2 separate regions of the Mus musculus genome follow, and region 2 is linked to region 1. A link is a contact called in public Hi-C data. All regions are on one chromosome and are shown on one strand. Each heading gives the region's core, a stretch centred on a gene start, on an enhancer-like site or on the middle of the called end of the contact. The rest is flanking DNA. Distances are from core to core; before and after follow the strand shown.

What was found. Hi-C and Micro-C count contacts between places; a contact is called where the count stands out from the background.
Region 2: a Hi-C map of rod photoreceptor shows a contact between it and region 1, with 2.3 times the contacts expected there. The contact joins two enhancer-like sites. A contact is called at or near these places in 11 of 39 promoter capture datasets (the 3T3-L1 cell line, 3T3-L1-derived adipocytes, the HPC-7 cell line and 7 more), 9 of 484 Hi-C or Micro-C datasets (the 3T3-L1 cell line, the Ba/F3 cell line, the HPC-5 cell line and 6 more), 4 of 115 datasets of contacts at active chromatin or transcription factors (the HPC-7 cell line, embryonic stem cells and fetal liver) and 4 of 9 other capture datasets (adipose tissue, embryonic stem cells, liver and 1 more).

The regions. Positions count from the first base shown.
Region 1 is chr6:30,088,635-30,096,398 of GRCm38.p6, forward strand. Nrf1 (nuclear respiratory factor 1) reads left to right here. Exons shown (of 12, transcript NM_001164226.1): 2 at 199-354; 3 at 1,278-1,512; 4 at 6,706-6,820. The coding sequence starts at 1,290. Among named protein-coding and RNA genes, the nearest start is that of Nrf1, 45 kb to the left of the region's middle. Within about 2 kb of position 2,832, at least 11 of the 459 cell types and tissues checked have an H3K27ac peak or open chromatin away from gene starts, as enhancers often do. A contact at or near this core is called in rod photoreceptor, where this site is marked.
Region 2 is chr6:30,153,558-30,161,321 of GRCm38.p6, forward strand. Mirc35hg (microRNA cluster 35, host gene) reads right to left here. Exons shown (of 2, transcript NR_126540.1): 2 at 5,083-6,068. Among named protein-coding and RNA genes, the nearest start is that of Mir182, 8.6 kb to the right of the region's middle. Within about 2 kb of position 4,729, at least 13 of the 459 cell types and tissues checked have an H3K27ac peak or open chromatin away from gene starts, as enhancers often do. A contact at or near this core is called in rod photoreceptor, where this site is marked.

The sequences.
Region 1 (7,764 bases), core at 1,582-4,081:
TTGTTCTTTTACTACATAAACTGAGTTCCAGTATAATGTTGACAATAGAAGACATCCTTTTCTTGCTCCTGATTTTAATGGGAAAGGTACTACTTTTTCACCTTTAAGGATAATGGCTATAGGCATTTTTATAGATGTTCTTTATCAAGTTGAGGAAATCCTCTTTATTTCTAATTTGCATTTTCTTTCCTTTTTAAGGTCGAATGGTATGTGGTTCATGTAGACCACATTTTGTTTCCCTCTCACCCATTGATGGACACTTGGGTAGCTTCCATTTTTGGCTGTTGTGAATAATGCTGCTATGAACATGGGTGTGCACAGAGCTCTCTGAGACGCTGCTTTCAGTCCTTCTGGGTAAGTACCACAAGTTGAGCTGCCAGATCATAATAACAGTGATTCTATTCTAAAAACATCAGGATGTCTACATGTAAAAGCCCTGGCTGTCCTCTCTTTGTAGACCAGCCTAGCCTCAAACTCACAGAGATCACCTATCTCTGCCTCCCAAGTGCTGGGATTAAGGGGTGTGCTACCATGCCCAGCTAGTTTGCTTGTTTAAATATGTCTAAATGTCTAGATATATTTTTATATCACAACATCAAATGTTAATCCCTGGACTGTTTTAAATGTCTTTTATTGTTAAGTACATATCAAAGATATTTAGCTGGACAGTGGTGGCACACGCCTTTAATCCCAGCACTTGGGAGGCAGAGGCAGAGGCAGGTGGATTTCTGAGTTCAAGGCCAGCCTGGTCTACAGAGTGAGTTCCAGGACAGCCAGGGCTACACAGAGTCTCAAAACAAAAACAAAAAACAAAAAAAGATATTTAATGTTTTTGACTTGATACATGTGAATGCTTCTATATATTTATGGTAGTAAATTTCTGTCAGTTATTTCACAGAGAAAATATTCTACTTTTTAAAAAGATTTATTTATTTATTATATGTAAGTACACTGTAGCTCTCTTCAGACACACCAGAAGAGGGAATCAGATCTCATTACAGATGGTTGAGAGCCACCATGTGATTGCTAGGATTTGAACTCAGGACCCCTGGAAGAACAGTCAGTGCTCTTAACCGCTGAGCCATCGCTTTAGCCCAAAAATATCCTATTATTATGTTGTTTGAATTTTCCACACCTTGGTGTGGTCAAGTAATAAAATCAGAGCTTTGTCAAAGTTTCTTTGCTCTTAATAAAAACCTTAGTTTAAGCATCGTGTTACATTATACACTGAATCTCCTCCCTTTCCCTCCCCTTACCCCTCTTTCCTTTTTTTCTAGCAGTAGATCTTCATGGAGGAGCACGGAGTGACCCAAACTGAACACATGGCTACCATAGAAGCCCATGCAGTGGCCCAGCAAGTCCAGCAGGTCCATGTAGCCACGTACACTGAGCACAGTATGCTAAGTGCTGATGAAGACTCCCCTTCCTCCCCCGAGGACACTTCTTATGATGACTCGGACATCCTCAACTCCACGGCAGCTGATGAGGTAACTGCCCATCTGGCTGCTGCAGGTAATGTTTGTGCTAGAAGTTTGCTTCTTTCCTTAACTGTGGGTTCATGCCTATCGAAGGAGCCTGGAATTCTAGCACTCTCTCATTTCTTTTCATCGTTTTTTGTTTTGTTTTTTTTTCAGTGCTGGGGATCAAACCCAGGGCCTCGCATATACTAGGCAAGTACTCTACCACTGAGCAACATCCCAAGCCCTTCATCACAATTTTTAAGCCTGCACCTCCAACTTTAGCCTGTTCTATGAGAGTTGAGTTTGGGGTCCCTTACTACTAGTGTTACGGCGTTGGTTTTCTTCCATTCTCACAGTCTGGTTAACTAGAGTATGTATTATATTTACATTAAATGTAAGGACTGACATTTAGATTTTAATATTTTTAAGGTTAAAAGTTTTTCCTAGTATGGGTTTTATTCCCTTTGTGCTAGAACGAACCCTAGAGTTTCACATGCGAGACCAGAGTCCTACCCTGAACAGTGTCCTTCAGCCCTAATATAGCCCTCATTAGACTTTCTGATGAGAGTGGGTTTCTCCACCTGTTCGGATTTGCACTGTAAGTTCCAGTTTGTGTGGAAATTTATTACTATTATGATTTTAGATTTCCACAGATAACCATGTGATTTTACTGTTCGTTTGTTTGTTAGTTCTTCTTTCTGAGGGGCTTGTGGATCTGTCTACCATCCATGTTACTGACAGTTCTTTTTTGTGTTGACTATTCTCTTCATATACTGGTTAAATGTAAATGACCATTCTGTGATGTGTTTGGAAATTAATTTTAAAAATTATTTGGGGTCTATGATATGATGCTGCACATGGTTTCTGTTTGCTTCTGCTAGATACCAAGAATGATCCTTAATTGTCTCAGGCTTTTAAGTTTTTCACAATACTAAGAGACTTAAAGCTGGCTGTGTTTTGTATTATTCCATTTATAGTATGTATTTAGACATATAAACCATGTCTGGGTGGGTATAGTGCTGGGCAGGACAGCAGTCAGGAATGGCCGAAGCACTACATTAATAAAGTATATATGTTGTATTTACTTAAGGTGAAGAGAATCGTGTAATAATCTCGTACCATCACTTATTCACAATACTATTTTTGGAATGTTGAACTTAGAAACTAATGGAGGGGCTGGGAATCTAGCTCAGTGGTAAAGCACGTGCTTAGCTAGCCATGTGTTTAAATGTTTGTAACATATATTTTGTGAGATTTTTATACTTCCCAGAAGAGGGCATCCTAACATAATGAACCCAGGACAACTTCTTTCCTATGAAGGAAGATGCTTTTGAGACATGGCTTTGCTTTGCTACTGTACTGTGCTGCGTTGCTATGGTGTGAGGATGATGAAAGCTGAGACCGTGATGCAGAGGTTGAGCACTTGCCTAGCACGTGTGAGGCCCTGGGTTCAGCTCCCAACATCACTAAACAAAGACTAGAGCTGGCTAGGTATAATGGCATGAGCCTGTAGTCCCAACTACCCAGGGGGTTGAGGCAGGGGGAACATTTGAGCCCAGGTATTCCATAGCAACTTAGACGACACAGACCTTATCTCAAAAATGAGCAGTGAAGAAAAGAACAGAAAAGGACTAAAGTCTTTCATTTGTCGAGTATAAAAATAGAGGCCCTTCAAATCTCTAGTGAGTTGCTACTAAGGAATTGTAATTTGATATACTGCAAGGTATAGAGTCTTTGACTAAAACGGCTTACTTTGAAGGAGCTGTCAGGCCACCAGCCGTAGTATCAGTGCAGGCAAATGTTGAGGAGAGGACATCAGACAGAGGACGTGTCACAGGCAAGGGACTTTGAGATGAAAAGGGAAGGAGGCCATCGTGGCTGAGCTTTGTGAGGCAGAAGAAGACAGTACAGAGGGCTGGCATAAGTGTGACCGACTGCACAGGGCTTAGGGGCTCTGCAGGATGCAAGCTTGCAGAGGCTGCTCAGTGTGAGGCATACACGCTTACACTCACAGTAAACAAGAGAATCTTGCAGAGGTGTCCGAGAGCCCTCATTAATTCATCAGTCATGATTGATCCTGACCTGTCACATTTGTTGCTTGCTAGAGAATTTTTTTCTGAGGACTAGTCTATAGTATGGACACACCTAAAAGACAACTCAGAAAAGTCAGTATCAGTCAATTCATGCCAGGTTACCTATCAAAAATGGTTCTAATTCTCTTCAGTTAAGACAACTCTTGATCAGTGTTGATTCTCAATGGAAAAATAAATTCAGGAGGGCCCGGGAGCCGGCTCACTTAGCAAAGTGCTTGGTGTGCAAGCATGAGGGCCTGAGTCTGATCTCCAGAACCCAGAGAAGAAGCTGGGCGTGGTGGCTGGCATTACAGTTCCACACTGTGGAGAGACAGGCAGACCTCTGGAACCTTCTGGCTGGCTAGCACCTTAGGAACACGCATGTGTGTGCACTGTGCACAGGGCGCTTGGCCTTTTTCATTCAGTAATACCTTCATTACAAGTGATATATTCTGATTTTTTTTTCCTGATGTTCTAATTCACTCTGGCTTTATTCTGTTTTACTAGAAAAATACTCGATAAACTACCAAAGGGTTACCATTTGCTTCATGGAAAAAAGGAAAACTTGGTGGAATTTCTTTTTGAAAGGGTATTCTTCAACTACTTTGCTCTTATTTTCACTTATGTATATGGGAGGATGGAGTCCACTGCCTGCAGAAGCCAGAAGAGGCCAGTGGCTTCCTTGGAGTTGGGGTTGCGTGGGTGCTGGGAATGTAAGTGGGGCTGAACACCAGTCTTCTGCGAGAGCAGCGTGTGCTCTTAACCACTGACCCGTTTGTGCAGCTCAAGAGACAGGCTTCTGCTATGTAGCTCAAGCTGGCCTGAACTCTCAGTCCTTCTGCCCCAATCCCTCTAGTGCTTAGATTTTTACAAGTGCTCTTGACAAACATACTTGAAGATGTGTCCAGGAGAGTAGTTGAGGGTCTGAAGATAGGCATATTTTCAGCTTATTGGAATTTGCCAAGCCAGGCACTACTCTGGTATGTTAGAGCAGGCACTCTTAACTTCTGTCCCCGTGTTTGCTATGTGCGGTCTCACCTGTCCTTCCTCATCAGGTGGGTGTTTGTTAACTAGTATTGGTTCAAACAGCTGACTGTCCATAGCCAAAATGTATTTCTCCATGTGAACAGTGAGCACCAGATCTTTGATAGCCTACTCTTCTCACCCTTGTCTCCTGACATAGGATCATTGCAGTTCAGTGATAGGAGTTTGTGTCTCAGGATCCAGTCCCAGTCTTAGTAACTTAACCTTCAAGATAACATGTGACAGGATAAGGCCTATGCTTAGTATCTTCTAAATTGTCTTACCTCTGTTTGGTCTTTTGTTGTTTTGTTTGATGCCCTGTACACAGTAGCAAACGCACACACACACTGACACACCATTCAGAAGGGGAAATCTTGCTACATGTGACAGTGTAGATCAACCTTTTTTCTTTCTCTCTCTCTCTTTTTTTTTTTTTTTTTTTTTTGTTTTTCAAGACATGGTTTCTCTGTGTAGCCCTGGCTGTCCTGGAACTCACTCTGTAGACCAGGCTGGGCTCAAACTCAGAAATCCGCCTGCCTCTGCCTCCCAAGTGCTGGGATTAAAGGCGTGTGCTACCACCACCCGGCGTAGATCAACCTTAAAGACATTATACTAACATAAACAGCCCAGCCACAGAAGGACAGATACAGTATAATTGCACTTCTGTGGGGGACTGAAACATGTGGTATGGTTTCCAGGGCTGTGGGAAGGAGGTGTAGGGAATTACTGTCAGCAAATCGTTGCAAGGCTTGGGATGGAGCTTAGCAGGAGTCACTAGTGCTAGAGCCACAATTCTTGCCTAGGATGCACCGGAGCAGGAGGAGGAAAGAAAAGAAAAGAGAAAGGAAGTCCAGAAGCAGGGAGAGAAGGCAGGCCTGACGGCAGGCAAGCAGGGAATGATAGTATATACCGCTAATCCCAGGAGGCAGCCGGAGGAGCAGGAGTTCAGGGTTATCCTTGCTTCCTTTATGATTCTAAGGTCAGCCTGTCCAACAGACTCTATCTCAAAAACCTGAAAAGGAGGGAAGCTTTCAGTTATATAAGACAGATAAGTTATAGAAATCTGTGCATGGTGGATGGAATTAATACTGTTTTGTGCACAAAATTTTATTCAGAGATGGATCTTATGTTAAAATATTGCCACAGTTTTATAATAAAATGTCAGGGGCAATAATGTCGGGGCTTAAGATTTTCATGTGATAGTTGGGTACAAGGTACCTATAATCCCAGCACTGAGAGCAGAGGTAGGAGGATCACTTTGATTCCATGCTAGTCTGCGTTATGTACTGAGACTCTGGAAGAAGGAAAAAAATCTCTACCATATCTCTATGGTAGAAAGCGAGCCAGCCTCTGACTTGTGCTTGATCTGGGGGTCTTTTAGAGGGTCTCTCTTCAGCAAGGACATGATAGCACTGAGCAGCCTGCAGACAGAAAGGCTTGCTGCAGTTCACCTATTTAGAATATGCACGTGAATATAATGTTAGCAGTTTAATTTGTATCTAAGCCTTTTATGGGCTGGCAGGAAAGGATAAAGTGACATGCTGTCTTTGATGCTAACCCATTGCTATCAAAAGTGAGTAGTAAGGAATTACTTAGACTTACCCATTCAAACAACCCCAAGACTTGTATGCATTGGTCTCAGCTTTTATTGAAAAAATTTTTTTCTTTTCTTTTGGTTGAACTAAGGAAATGTTCATCTCCTTGGCCAGGATCCTTGGCACACGGTCTGGTTTAGTTCTTCCGTGTGGTCGCTCAAAGTCACCCAGTTCCTTAATTTGCTAGTCTTGAAGCAGTGGAAGGACCATGGAGCCAGAAGTGCAGTGTGAAGCCCTGCACTTGTCTCATTGTGGTCGTCCTTTCTCTCAATGCTGTAGTGTTTTCTGGTCCCTTTGCGGCACTGTTCTAAGAGTGTGGGCATGCTGGTAAAACAGCAACAGCATTGTACAAAATTCAAGACAGTATTTGGCAGGAAGGTAGAAGAAGCCTTTTGCTTCTTAAAGACTGACTATAAATGTATATGGTTCATGGGAAACAATAGAGAAGAACACTGATCACAGTGCAAACATTCTGTTTTCACTGACAGTGTGTTGCTGTCTGTCTCCTACCCTTGCAGTCTCCTGCCTAATCTCACCACATACTTATTATTTCAGGTCCTGTGGGAATGGCCGCTGCTGCTGCTGTGGCAACAGGGAAGAAACGGAAACGGCCTCATGTGTTTGAGTCTAATCCATCTATCCGAAAGAGACAGCAGACACGTTTGCTTCGGTGAGGGCTGCCTTACCCCATCTTGTCTTTCTTCACATGCTTCCTCTGTGGATGTCAAGAGCTAGAACGTTCTTTTCTGGATTCCTCAAGACACTGGCATGGAGTATTTGATAACAGGTTTAGACTTGGAATCACTCCCGTAAAAGTAAATCGATGAAAATCCAGAAAATAGGATGTAATACATGTATAACACTGGCCAGCGGTGTGGTTCAAACCTTTGATCCGAGCATCTGGGAGTTAGAGGGACGGGGATCTCTGTGAGTTCAAGGCCCACCGAAGCTCCATAGTGAGACAGAGTCTTAAAATAAGGAAGGAAAAGGGAGATGTCTAACGACACTTGGTTCATCCAGGAAACCTGCACCTGCTATGTTCAGGCAGCACTCTATCTAGATAGTGGGACACTGAGCAACAAAGGACCTTAAAAAGTTTATGTTCTGAAAGAGAGAGAAAGTAAACAGACATTATATTTGTTAGGTCTCAAACCATGGTACAATGGCTAAGGTGCCTATTTAACATTGAAAAACAGACCTGGCCTTCCGGTTTTCCCAGCATCCCTTAACAGGGTATAGCTGGCTACGTAAACTTATAGCCCCCTACGTAAACTTCTGCAGCCCAGGGATTGGGCTGCCCTTCTCTATATAATCCAGCCATTTTAGCTGTGCCACTCTCTTGATCAGTCTCTTTAGGCCAGGCTACCCCTCTTGGTTAGCAGCTCCTCTCCCCTACCTGCCTCCTCACACGGCTCAGGGTCACGCCCACTCTGTCTGCCTCTGGCTGTGCTCTCCCTTTTATGTACAATAGAGTTTCTCCTCCACCACACCTAGGAGCAGATCTCTTCTTTCCTTCTCTTTCTTTTTTCATTCAATACTAAATGAGAGTAAGTATTGTGGGTAGAAAAGAAATTAGAAAAAATATTTCTGGACATCAAAGAACATAGTTGTTTC
Region 2 (7,764 bases), core at 3,479-5,978, 67 kb after region 1:
TCTAGCCTGGACCACGCTCTAGGAACTCCAGGAGGGAGGAGACCTGTCCGCTCCCGAGTGCTGGGTGAGCCCACCAGGCCTGAGGATGTCTGTCTTCTGTATACCAGGTCTCTGGAACAGTCGCACTTCAGAAAGCCTCAAGGTGGTCTGAAGGTTCTACTCTGAAATCTGTTTTAGGTGTTTATTTGGCACCATATTAAAAGACCTTGGTGACCCCTGCATCTTAAAAGGGCTTCCCAAGTGAGTGAGTGAGTGTGTTTGATGCAGGAAATGTCTTCAGAGCAGAAGGTCCAAGCCCTGTGTTGCTATCTGCATCCTTGTTTCTTGGTTTCACACACACCACACTCACTGTTTTAATGTGTGTGTCACAGCTGGATCCCACCACGCCCTAACTCGGGCCCTTCCCACGGCCTCTATGTCTCCTCAAGAGCTGTGCCTCATCTTCCCCTTGAGTGCCTTTCTCTGCCATTTTTGTTTGTAGATGTCTCCGGCTGATGGGATTATAGTCATCGAATGAGGATGCGGTTTCCCTTGGGGCTTAGCCTTGGCTCAGTACTGTCAAGTACCAGCTTCTATCCCTTTTTATATAGATGGTACACCGCCATCCACGTTCACCAGGGAGGATGTGCCAGGAAGGAATGACTGCGGCTGCGCAGAGCACAGCTTCTCTAGAGACCCTCCTACTCAGCCTTCCCGGGATGCTTGCTGCTAGCTCCCTTGGTTTACAAGCCAAACCCAGACCGTGCCTTCCCAAGAGCTCGTGAGCTGTGGCTCCCGAGGGGCTGGCGCATGGCTTCTCTGTCACTTCTCCCCAAGCAGCTGACCAGGGAGAGCCACCTAAGTCCAGTGAGTAAGAGACGCAGTGGGGTAGAGGTGGGCATGAGACAAAGTGGCAAACAGCTGTCTGACGGGCACCTTTCCCAAAGACAAATGGGCTTTGCTGCCTTCAAAATTCCCAGCAAATGGGAGAAGTCAGGTTTTTATATGAAATCTGATTTTATTAGCAGCATAAAACATCCAGGCATACCAAACTATCTTGTCAGATGGATCTGACCTGAGGGTCTATTACGTTAGATTCATGAATATTAGCATGTCCCAGGTAAATAAAGTTTGGCATGGTCCTGTGCGGTGGCTTGGCAGGCAAAAAGCCTGATGACCAGAGTTGAATTCCTGAAGCTCACACAGGATGGAACTGATTCTCTGGGGTTGTCCTCTGACCTCCTCTACATATGTGACGAGACACTTGTACACGTGCACATATGCATACAAGCACAAATGAATAGATGTTTTTTTAAAACTTGGCAGTTCTCCGAGAAGGAAGAGTGGGGCTAGGACTTTAGCTCAGGGACAGAGCACTCCCCCGGCATGCACATGTGAAAGAGAAGACCATGGACAGGTCCTTACAGCTCCGTGTGCTGAGGCCTGCTAGGGTCGGAGCAGTATAAGTGTGGTAGATACAAGGATCCACCATGTAGCTCACCACCGGATTCACAGAAGCCTGCCAGTCTAGGAATGCTTGGTGACCTTGCAGCTCAAGGTGTCCCCTGGTGGTGCTGTGACTCCTGGAGTCACCTACACTCCCATGACCAAGCTAAGGAGATCTCTGGAAGAATAGCTCAGGCACAACCCAGGGTAGGTGGGTGCCTATCAAGAAGAAACCCAGCTTCATTGTAGAGCAGGGTCCATCCCCATACACATGCCCACCCCGCCCTCACAGTAAGAGGAACTGTGTCACAGGGTCCAAGCGTTAGGGGGGCTGAGAACCTCTGGGCTAGCAGCAGCAGGAGGAAGGGGGTGGGATAGATAGAGCAGGGCTGAGTGCACTGAAGCAAAGTGGAGGGCCGAAGCTCCTTCATTGGCGCCCCTCCCCCCTGAAGACCATTGAGCTGTTTGCTAGTTTTTTTGTTTGTTTTGTTTTTTGTTTTGTTTTGTTTTTAGTGCAAGGGCCTGTAATTTAATTCTCCAGAGTAGGGAAAGGGGGGGGTCGTATCCTCTGCAGAGATGGGGTGGGGGGAACCCTGTCCCCGGGCACTCCTAGCTCTGGCTTTCCCACAATTAGAGAATTCCTATAGCAATCATAGTAACCGGTCTTTAGGCTACCCTCCAATTGAGGCTATGTGAAGCGCCATCATCCTGAGCAATGAGGAACAAAGAAGCCAAGTTACCTGACCAAGATCCCCCTGTCAGCAAAAGACAGAACCAGGACACCAACCTGGGCAGGCAAGCCTAGGACCTGTGCAGAAATACTACTTCATGTCCTTGAGGTGGGGACCTGTGGAGCGCAGAGCCTTCGGTTTTACTTTTAAGTGGCTTAGCTGTTTGGGGTGGGGTGTCCAAGCTTTAATGCACTTGCAGATGAAATTGTCAGTGAGTCTGAGGATAGAATTTGTTGTAGATTACCTGCCTAGCATTTGCAAGGCCCCCAAGTTCAATACCCAGCACAGCCATTGAAGGGAGGGCTGTTGTCAAATTAACCAGGTGTGATGCCCCACGTGCATAATCCCAGCCCTTGGGAGGCTGATGCAGCATTGCCAGGAGGAGGAGACAGTTTGGGAGAGATACTTTCACGCTAGGCAGCCCTCTAGCGTGAAAAAGCCTTCTCAAAATGTCATTAAGTGATTAATTCACTGGTTCTCAAATCTTTTCTGAACTTATGTATACCCTTGAAGAAATGAATAGTGAGCCGGGCGTGGTGGCACACACCTTTGATCTCAGCATTTGGGAGGCAGAGGCAGGGGGATCTTTGTGAGTTTAAAGCCAGCCTCATCTAGTTCCAAGACAGCCAGGGCTATGGAGAGAGACCCTGTCTCCAAAAAAAAAAAAAAAAAAAAAAAAAAAAGGCTACTAAGGACAGTCTGAGCTACACTGAGACCTGTCTTAAAAACCAAAGATGCTAGCCAGGCGTGGTAGCACACGCCTTTAATCCCAGCACTCGGGAGGCAGAGGCAGGCAGATTTCTGAGTTCGAGGCCAGCCTGGTCTACAAAGTGAGTTCCAGGACAGCCAGGGCTATACAGAGAAACCCTGTCTTGAAAAACAAAAAACAAACAAAAAACCCAAAGATGCTAACAGTTACCAAGTTACTAAGTACTAAGTAATGGAGCTGCAGAGATAGCTTAGCGGCTAAGAGCACTGGCTGCTCTTCCAGAGGCCCCAGCATTCAGTTCCCAACACCCACGTGGTAACTTATAACTTGTCAGTTCCAAGGGATCTGACATCTTCATCCAGACATAAGGCAGGCAAGAAACACCAGTGCACATAAAGTTAATCATAAAAAATAACTAATTGAAATGTTTTTAAAAGGGAGGAGGAGGGGCCTAGTCAGTGGTGCAACACGCCTTTTCCAGCACTCATGAGGCAGATGGATCTGAGGTCCAGGCCAGGCAGCTTTACAGCAAGGCTACACAAAGAAACCTTGGTCCTAAGAAAAAAGTTACTAGGTACTAAAGGGCTCTGCACTGTGCTGTCTAAGACCTTATTACTCGGAGTCCCAACCTTTCCAGCCTGGAAGGAGGCCCAGCTTAAAGCTGTGGCAACGGAGACTCAGCAACTTCCCCAAAGCCCACGTGTGTATGACTGTCCCCAGCAGCCTTACAGTGTATGCTGGCCCTCAGAGAGAAGAAAGAAGATAAATTAGGTTTCTGTATAAAACCTATGTTGGTTTGCCTTTTAACTTTGAGGCAGGGTCTCTTTATAGCCCAGGCTAGCCTAGAACTTGCTTTGTAGACGAGGGGAGCCTTGAGCTCAGCCTCTCCTGTGGGTGGTCCAGCTTGTTCTGAGCCAGGCCTGTGACTGCACCATGGTCCTTGTCCAAGGCTTCCCTCAGCGGCAGCCTTTCATCATGAGCTCCTCGGCACACACATGCATCGACAGGAGCTGGATCCAGCACACTCGGTTTCCAGTGGTCTCTAAATCAGACAATATAGGGAACCCCAGCCAGCCAGGTTTCTTCAACATTTTCCCACAAAGCAAACAGAAAAGCAGTGGTAACACTGTTAAGTAGTTTCATGTTAAAAAAAAAAAAAAAAAAAAAAACCCAACGATTGAATTCATAATCCTGCAAGGTCCAAGACGCCTTGTTGCAATCTAGCACATGCGCCAAAACCCACTTAAGCAACAAAACTCAACAGGCATCAAACAAGGAGGCCAAGCTGAGTCTGGACAGTCATAGGATTGTGAGGTCAGCTGGGTCTAAGACCTGGGTGGAAGGCAGTGTTAGCTTTGAGGACATCCTTAGGAGAGGCTAGAGAGATGGCTCAGCAGTTAGAAGCACTTACTGTTCTTGCAGAGGTTCAATTACAGGGCTACAATTGCCTGCAACTCCAGCTCCAGGGTAGACACACACACACACACACACACACACACACACACACACAAATACAAATAAAATAAATTGGATTGTTGTTGTTTTTGAAAGTCCTATCCAGAGGCAGGGAAAGGCCCAGGGCCACCAGCAGGCATCACTTCCAAAGCTCTTCCCCAGCTGTGACTGAGCTGGCTCCTGTCCTGGCATTACAGCTCGTGAGCACTCTCTGCAGTGGGCCAGGGTAGACCCTCTGCCGAGCACTCGGCCAGGCTTCATTGTGCCCTTGTCTGATCAGTCTCAACACCCAGCACGGACCCTGCCATCCAGCTAAGACAGAAGGGCAGGATGGCAGGACTGCCTCATGTGTGAAGGGTTGAATCCTGCTGGTGGCCAGGCTTCCTCATCCCATCTGCTACAGTCGGAGGCTTCAGTGAGCTCAGCGGCCAGCTGGGAAGCCTGCCTCGGTCTGTTACGTGCCCACTGTGACCTGATCAGTGGCGACCTGTAGCTCACACCCAGTCCAAACCCAGAAGCAGACAAGTGTCGAGGACAAGAGCACCAGGGAGCACGGAGCTTGATAACCAACTAGAGCCTGTGGGCTCTATCATCAGTAACTCAGGGTGGTCTTTATAACAGCGTGCCCCGTTAGCACCATCCCTCTAAGCTCTTACATTTTACTGACAGGAAGGCTCATCTCACTGGGTACTGTTGAGCACAGTGCTCACTTGTTGGTGCGTGGTAAAGGCATTCACCATCACAACCCAATCTTAGAACAGTTTTATTTTTCCAGGAAGAGGCTACTTTTAAATACTTAAGAAGAATGACTTGAAGCAGGTTCCATAAAAGATGTATACAATGACATTTAAAAGGGTAATACATGAGTGAGAAGCCAGGGTCCAGAGGAGGCCACACATTTGCCAGCTTGGGTCAACCTGGGTGGAATTATGGTCTGGGCAAATAAATGGTGTCACTGGTTCACACAAGACAGGAAACATTGTAACAAAAACCAACCAAACAAAAACTCCTTTGCAAAGATACTCTGAGAAGGGCTAAACTCCCAAGTGCCTGTTCCCAGGTTGTAACTCTAGGGGGGAAGGCTGAAGGGGACAAAGATGGTGAGCCAGGCAGCGGTCCTTCTGAAATGGTTGCCACAAGAAATGATGCAGGGGTTTCCTCCTTTGCCGGGAGATGCGGTGAGGACAAAAATTTCTTCCTGCATCAGAGCCCAGATTCTCAGGAGACACACCAACCTAGAAGCAGGCACTGCAAAACCTGTTCCAGGAAGCCTTGGATACATCTAAGACCCTCAAGAAAGTCAGTGCTGCCGGGCGGTGGTGGCGCACGCCTTTAATCCCAGCACTTGGGAGGCAGAAACAGACGGATTTCTGAGTTCGAGGCCAGCCTGGTCTACAAAGTGAGTTCCAGGACAGCCAAGACTATACAGAGAAACCCTGTCTCGAAAAAACAAAAAAAAAAATAAAAAAATAAAAAAAAAAAAGAAAGTCAGTGCTGCTCTTTCCTTTGGTCTTAGTGAAGCGCTTAAAGATTTTTCCCATCCCTTTCCCTCCCTTGCCAATGCCGGAGGTTCTGGACCAAGACGAGAGCCGTGCATGAGGTTGACGCTCCTTGCACCCAACACTCCAGGACCTGCCGTCCTCGGAGGACACTCAGTGTGATGAACTCTAGTTTGAGTCTGAAGCTCTCAGGTGGACAGACTGGATGGTGGAACATTATTTACAGTTGTGGAATTCACTCCGGAAGTCCTTTAGGAGATAAGAAGAGAGTCAGTCAGGCATAGCAAAGCAGTTCAGTCAAGGAAAACCATCCGCAATTCAAATTCAGATCAAGATGCCTAGAAAGGCACCTCAGGGTAACAAAAGTCTCCTTTCAACACAATTGAGTCTGCTCTCCAGAAAGGACAAGCCCTGCCCTACCCCACCCCATCCTGTGAATGTAAGGGGTACCTGCCGCTCCTCCCCCCAATCTCCACTGACAGTTGGCCTTCCTCTTCTGGTCCTGTGCCCTCCACTGCCCATCAGGACAGGATGTCATAGGGGCTGGGGAGCACATACAGGAGAGTTCTAGGTATGAGCTCTGGCTGGGAAGAGGGAGTCTTAATGGCTGCCTCTACCACCAACCATCCCTGGGCCTGCTAATCTGCCTTTCCAGCCAGACTTTTTATTTCAGGCAACTGTGGCAGAGCCACTGCACAGGGATGCCTGTAATAGAGCTCTCAGAACCCATATCCAGGACAAGCTCCTATCTGGGATGAACCCACTTTCAAATAAAGAATCAGCTCACAGCATCTGCAGTGTGAAAGAAGACACATCCATTCTGTGAGACTCCCTCCTCCCCGCAGTACTTGCACACATTTAGGGGACAAGCTAGCTGGATGGTACCTGGGGCACAGCTGTGGAGCCTGGGAGCTAAGACCCAAACACAGTTCTGATGTCAACAAGTCTCAGCTGATACACTCCCCATTGAGACCAGCAATCCACTGTGGACCCCCCCCCCCCAGCCCGTGGCAAGGCTGAGAGATCAGTCATCCATCTAAAGCCAGGGGCCCAGCCACCAGTAAGGATGACCTGGGGTGCAGAGGGGCGCCTGTAGCCTCCCTTGTTTTAAAGCGATTGTAAAAGACCTCCATTTTCCATCTTTTCTAGTAAGCTTTTCCTGGAGACGGCTGACTTATCTCTAAAGACAAAATACATGACCATTTCCAGGACAGCCCTCGTCACAGACTCAAAAGCTGAGATGTGTGGGTTTTTTTCCCTGTGCTGGAGCTTAAACCCATGACCTCATCTGCCTAGGCAAATTCTACCACAGAGCCACACCTCCAAAGACAGAGGATATTTTTAAACATCTCTTTAAATGTACAATAATTAAGTTAGTAACCCACAACAGTCCCCCAGGTACCCAAACTGCCACTGGTCTGGTCCAAATCTGAAGGTGCCAGGATCTTACCAAGGCACAGGGATGGTCCACCTCCTCTAGTGCTGTCCCACGTGGGTACATGCTCTGCCAAAGTCACCAGGTCTCCTGGAGTCCTTCAGCAGTTCCATCTCTGAATCTCAAGGACTTGCCCTTGTGCGATTGATTTTCTTCTCCGCTAACTGGCCTGCATCTTTGCTCTCAGGTATCAGCTCGCTGGCTGTAACCTAACAGCCTGTGCCATTTCCCACCCTCAGCTGACATTTTAAAAATACCAAACAAAACAAAAAAACAAGGCCTCACTCTATAGTCCAGGCTGCCTGGATCATAAAATCCTCCTGCCTCAGCCTATGGGGTACTAGATTCCAAGTCTGCCAGTGTGCCTGGCTTCTACTGACAGGGTCAGGTTGTCTTATTATAGGATGCTGATCCACATCCTTGGCCTCTGCCATGATGCCAGTGGCTCATCCCCTGTAGTCAAGACAACAGACATGTCTCCGGGTACAATGCACATCCCTAAAAAAGGGT